2 separate regions of the Rattus norvegicus genome follow, and region 2 is linked to region 1. A link is a contact called in public Hi-C data. All regions are on one chromosome and are shown on one strand. Each heading gives the region's core, a stretch centred on a gene start, on an enhancer-like site or on the middle of the called end of the contact. The rest is flanking DNA. Distances are from core to core; before and after follow the strand shown.

Region 1 (2,975 bases), core at 170-2,669:
CCTCTGGATTAAATCACTAACATTTATCAGATGAGGTCCCCATTTGGAGACGCACTGCGCAGAATGTCTTGTCAGTGATGTGAGAGACATAGAGACCTAGCCAGGGGGAAAGTGCCACAGTAGGACACAGCCCTCTCAGCATTCTGATGTGGATGGGATGACATCTGCATAAGGTGTTTCCTGTAGGTGGATAATGGAGGACTATGGGAATGGAGCAGGAGCAGGAAGGGCTGTGCAATGGAAAAGTGCCTGACTTCTTTGGAGAATGAGGCAGAGCCAGTTTGACCACAGCGGGGCTGTTCACGTTGGCGTATAGTTGCAGAATGCATCTGTAAAATATAGGGTTCTTACTGTCCCACTCTGCCCACTATTGACACTGTCTCTCCCTCTCCACTACGAGTTTCCTACGGAGAGGAACTTAGTTCTCGATTTGGTTGAAGCTAAAGAAATGAGTCCAGGTCTCCACAGAGGGTGGTACATAAATCACCCGCTACGGAAAGGAAACAAAGCCTGCAGAGCCCTCGTGATGGGGAGGACAAGGTGCCAGTTGTGAACTGGGGCAGCAGGCCGCTTTCCCAGGAACCAAGATGCTGAGAAGCATGAAAAGAGAGAAAGCGTGTCTTTTGCTTTAGAGATCTTAAACTGAAGAAAAATGATGCCAGCATCCTGTCCTGACACACATGAGAAGGGGGTTGGTGGTGGTGGGGGGTGCTTGTGTTTCCGTGGCCTGGCGCCACTGGCCTCCGCGGAAGGCCTGTCGGTGCCGCAGGGGTTGCGACGAGGAGGAGGGGCTGAAAAAGGACCTAAGGAGCAGAGGTCAACGGTGTGCAGACACTGCGGGGTTCAGGGGCGAAACAAGGGCGCAGCGGTCTGGGGAAGAGCGCGCCCCGTGCAGCGCTGGGGAGAACAGAATGCGGTCGTTCATTCTCCCGGGCGACGGTCCTCTGCAAACCGTCCAGGACTCCCAACAATTCATCCTGTTTTTAATTAAAACATTTTCTAGAAGCTCCAAAGAGGGCGGTACCCAAAGGAATAGGAAAAATATCCCGCAGGGTCGGGGGAGTGGGGCGCGCCCGAATCCCGAATCTGAAGGTGGATGATGTAGAGTCACCCCAATAGATAACCACGCAGGAGACTCCCGCCTTCGGAACAGCGGCCCACAGTCTGCCCGCGAATACTCGTGAGTCCCCAGCCTCGAGTCCGGAGCGGGGGCGGGGCTGGCCGAGGCTTGGGGCGGGGCCATGCGGGGGCACGCGCTGGGCGGGGAGGGGAGACGCTGCATCCATGCTCTGATTGGGCCTTGGTTAAACAAGGGGCGGCATCTTAGCTAGTTATGCCTGCTCGTATTGGATCCTGTTGAAGAAGGGCGTGGTTTTGTGAAGTCAGTTCCGGTCGGTGTAAAACCCCCGGGGCGGCGGCGAACGGGCTTCAGACGCTTTTGGGTCGCGTTAGGGAGACGCTCTGGTCCGGTTGTGCGTGAGAGGAGGAGAGCCCAGCGCCACAGCGACCCGGAGAGGGATGGCGGCCACCGGGACCGCGGCCGCTGCGGCCACCGGCAAGCTTCTTGTCCTGCTGCTGCTCGGGCTCACGGCACCCGCAGCGGCTCTGGCTGGCTATATCGAGGTGAGAACCAGGCGAACGCCGGAGCGGCGTCTCCTCCGGTAGCCCGGGAGCGCGGCCTGTGGGCGGGCGTGGGACTGTGGTCGGGGGCGCGGCGCGAGGTTCGGCGCAGCGGCAGGTTGCCTCTCCCCCACCCCGCCCGCGCGCCTCAGCTTTGCGCAGAGCTTAGCGCTGAGGTCGGGCTGCCTCTGTCGCCGCAGAGGCCAAATGAAAGGCGTCGGGGCTGCGGGGCCGCGGGGCCGCCCCAGCCCCCTACCCGCCGGCGGCGCCGCCGCATCCTCGGGGACACCGCACCGCGCGCCCTCCCTCTCCCGAGGCCCTGCGCGCCACGGCCGTGCGCCCTGCGGTCCCGCGGCGCTCTAAGTGGGCCGGCCCGCACAGGGTCCCTGGTGCCTGCAGCGGTCGGGGGGCCTGGGCTTCGGGTTCACCTGACGGTCGGCGCGCAGCCGTCGTTGACCAGGTGGACTTGGCAGCGGGGATGCAGCTCCAGCCCTGGCGAGTGGCCGAGATGCCGAGAGAGCCGGGAGAGGAGGCGCCGCCAGGGCAGCGGGGCGCTCTGCGCCCTTCCCTGCCTCCCAGCCGTTTGCACAAGTCTGGCAAACTAGGGAGCCCGGCTTTCCTGCTCCCAGGGGACGTTGAGCCTTTAGGGAAGCTATCCACCATTACATTTGGAAAACCTTTCAGGGGTAATTTACTTGGGTCGGGATCACAGTGGTTGCTCTGCACCAGAGGTCACCCCCGTTAACCTGGAGAAGTCGTCTAGGGTCCCTGGTGGTTGGCGGGAGTTCAGGCCACTGGAATAGGCAGGATGTCGGGTGTGGAACCGGTATTGCGGCATACTCTGCACCTAGCCTCCCCGCAAGAACCCTCTGTTGCCTAGGGAGACGTGGGACTTTATTTTTACTTACTTTTCTCGAAATAGTGCTTGAACTGTAGGACTGGGATGTGTGTTTCTGGTGTAGTTTATTTCTTCTTGTGCCTGCTCGTTGTATTAAAAAAAGAAAAAAAGCACCGTAGCTTTCTGTATGTTGAGCTTGTGTCAGAGATTGCATTATTAAATAGGCATTACCTGAGATTGTTCTCATAAAAAACCCGACTCAGAATGAATTCATTTCTACAGAATGTGTAAATGTTTCTTCTGGTAAAAAGATCTAATGAGAAAAAAAAATCCTCTGGATGGAACAGCTCAAAACAATCTTTGTATTTGTCTTGCTTAAAACTTTTTGACTGATGTGGGAAAAAAGATAAGTCCTAAGTAGAAACAACGAATGTTTATACCTGGACTTTTAGATTCTTTCACCTTCCACACAGTCGGTAGGGCAGTATCTGTGATCCCTGATAAGATGACGCTGGGA
Region 2 (2,975 bases), core at 128-2,627, 82 kb before region 1:
GTAGACCAGACTGGCCTCGAACTCACAGAGCTCTGCCTGCCTCTGCCTCCCAAGTACTGGGACTAACAGTGTGTGCCACCACCCAGCTTCATTTTTACCCCCCCCCCTTTTTTTTAAAGATTTATTCATTTATTATATATAAGTACACTGTAGCTGTCTTCAGACACACCAGAAGAGGGCATCAGATCTCTTTACAGATGGTTGTGAGCCACCATGTGGTTGCTGGGAATTGAACTCATGACCTCTGGAAGAGCAGTCGGGGCTCTTAACCACTGAGCCATCTCTCCAGCCCCCTTTCCCCTTTTTTAAAAAATTTAAAAATCTGTGTGCATGGATTATTTGTGGTGCAGAAAAACTATCCACACATTCAAACATAAGGAATGTGTGAGGAGCTGGGCAGCTTACTCAAGGGATTGACAAGGGAGCAGCTCTAGAACCCAGGAGTTTATGGCCACCTTCAATAGTGTAGGGAGGTCCTGCTGGTTAAAAACTGTGCAAAATAAAGTCAGGCACAGTGGTACATGCCTGGGGTCCTAGCACCTGGGAGGCATCTGATCTTAAAAATTTTCAAAATAAAGATAACTTAGACAAAACACTGCTCATACACATGTTCATTGTGCATGTGTGTACAGGTTTTTGTACGGGGAGGGAAGATGTTTGTATGTGTTGGTGGGGGTGTTTGTGGGGCTTGTTGGGGGACAGCAATCAAAGTTGGGTATTTTCCTCATTGTTCCCATTTGAAACAGGGTCCCTCACTGAACCTACAATTCATCTAGTCAGCCTGGAGACTTCTGTCAGCCACACAGCAGTGCAGGTATTGCAGGCACGTACCACAGCGCCTGCTGTTCTGGGGGTACTAGGGATCAGGACCAGGCTCCCACGTTTATGCAACAAGCACCTACTGCCTGGGCCCTCTCCCCGAGCCCACTCCACTTGGATTTATTTTTAGCAGGAATGGGCCTGGACCCAGGGTCTGGTGCCAGTGTTCCCAGTGAGCTGTATCCTAGCTCCACAGTGACTATTACATAATTTCTGTATAGCTTAGGCACTTTCTGGACCTTTTCCTTTTCTGTCTGTTTACATTTTGGAAACAAGTCTCACCATGGAGTGCAGGCTGCCTTTGAACTCACTATCCTCCTACTTCCACCTCCTCAGTGCTAGTATCATAGGCGTGCGACACCATGCCCAGATTTGAATTCTTTTTAGTGGTGGTCAGTCTGTGGTTTGTTTGTTTCTTGTGGGTTTTGTTTGTTCTATGACAAAGTCCCATCGAGATCCCAAGCTGACTGAAAACTGAGTGTGTAGCAGAGAATGGCCCTGACGTCTGATCCTCTTGCCCCTAGTACCTAAGTGCTGGGACAGCTTAGGAAGGACTAGAAGACAGCAGATCTTTGTTTCTACACAACTGATGCACACTGCACTGTAAACAGTCCTGCGGTAGGCAAAACACTGCAGTAAACAGACATTTTTATTGGATTAAATATCAAAGTCCAACATCGCACAGCCCTTTTGTAAACCCCAGCCAGTTCCATGCCCTACCCATTGGGCCACCCTCCCAATTTCTAGGCTCTCACTTCAAAAAAGGAGCATTTCTTTCCTTCTTTTTGCTCAAATTTCCTCCTGTCTCAGCTCCCAGCTGACTAACTTATCTCACATGTAATTTGGGAAAGAGATGCTTTGGGGAGACCCTCCCTCTGCTTCCCCACACTTAGTCCCTGCTCACACTCATTAAGCCTTCCAACTACAATGCAGGCAACATTGCGGGTCAGACCAAAAACTGTCACCTACCCAGGTGGCTCCAGAATCAGACCTTCCTGGGCCCTGAAGACCTCTTCTTTGTTTCTCCTACACTATCAGTTTCTTTTCCTGTAGGTACGTTCATATCAGCAAATATGCACTAGAATCTATTTTCATCGAAAAATGAAAGCCAGGCTTTGTGGTACATGCCTCTACTCCCAACATTCAGTAGGGTAGACAGACAGATGACAGACAGACAGACAAACAGGTGCATGGCTACACAGGGAATTTGGGAGTGAGAGCTGGGTTTTAGGTCAGTAATAGAGCACGTGCCCAGCATGCATGAGGCTCTTGGTCTGATCTGATCCTAAGTACTAGAAAAACAAGATTGAAGATGTCTAGACTTACATTGTATTCTGATAAAATGTTTTCGACAAACAGTTTCCCTTGCAGCTAGCTTCCTACCTGTGCATCTGTCCACTCTTTCTCTCATATATTGAAACCTCTGAGAAGCTACTTATAGTTCATTTCCATTGCCTCATTTAAGAACATACATTTAAAAAAAGGGGGGGGGGGGTTGGGGATTTAGCTCAGTGGTAGAACATTTGCCTAGCAAGCGCAAGGCCCTGGGTTCGGTCCCCAGCTTCCAAAAAAAAAAAAAAAAAAAAAAAAAGTCTCATATATCCCAGACTTGCTTGGAACTCACTATGTAGCCAAGGATGACCCTGAGCTCCTGATCCCATTCCTCTGTTTCTCAAGTGCTAAGATCCTAGGCATGTGCCACAAGTGGTTTATGCTGTCCTAGATGTAAGGCAAACACTTTTCCAACCTAGAATACAAACCCAGGCAAAAATACACCTGTCAAATGCATGTGCCAAAGGCAAGCCTACACCACACTTCTTACCCCACTGGGCCTTTCAGTGGCATCTGCAACCTCCTTAGGGCCCTGTCGTTGATCTTGTCTCAAGGGCTTCCTCGAATCAAGAGCATCTCCTTCACAGACCCTCTGCTGCCTGCAGCTATGTTGCTTGGGCTCTCTCCAGGCCCTCCCTCCCTCCCCTGTAGTTTATACCTTCCCCAGGACCACCTGCCCCAAGGAGAAGTGCAATGCTTTGGCAATGTTATAGAAAAACTAATTGTTTTACATCATTCAGATGCCAAAGTCACTGTTACCTCCTTAGACGGCCATTTTGCACCCTCTCTCTCACTAGACTCTCCTTAAACACTCAGTCATTACC

The links. Hi-C and Micro-C count contacts between places; a contact is called where the count stands out from the background.
Region 2: a Hi-C map of liver shows a contact between it and region 1, with 2.2 times the contacts expected there. The contact joins the enhancer-like site here to the promoter of Aplp2 in region 1. A contact is called at or near these places in 2 of 12 Hi-C or Micro-C datasets (kidney and liver).

The regions. Positions count from the first base shown.
Region 1 is chr8:37,918,475-37,921,449 of GRCr8, reverse strand. It overlaps Aplp2 (amyloid beta precursor like protein 2), which reads left to right and starts at 1,419. Exons shown (of 18, transcript NM_012906.1): 1 at 1,419-1,623. The coding sequence starts at 1,519.
Region 2 is chr8:38,000,058-38,003,032 of GRCr8, reverse strand. All of the region lies in intron 1 of Prdm10 (PR/SET domain 10), which reads right to left. Among named protein-coding and RNA genes, the nearest start is that of Rpl32l1, 9.2 kb to the right of the region's middle. Within about 2 kb of position 1,377, at least 5 of the 93 cell types and tissues checked have an H3K27ac peak or open chromatin away from gene starts, as enhancers often do. A contact at or near this core is called in liver, where this site is marked.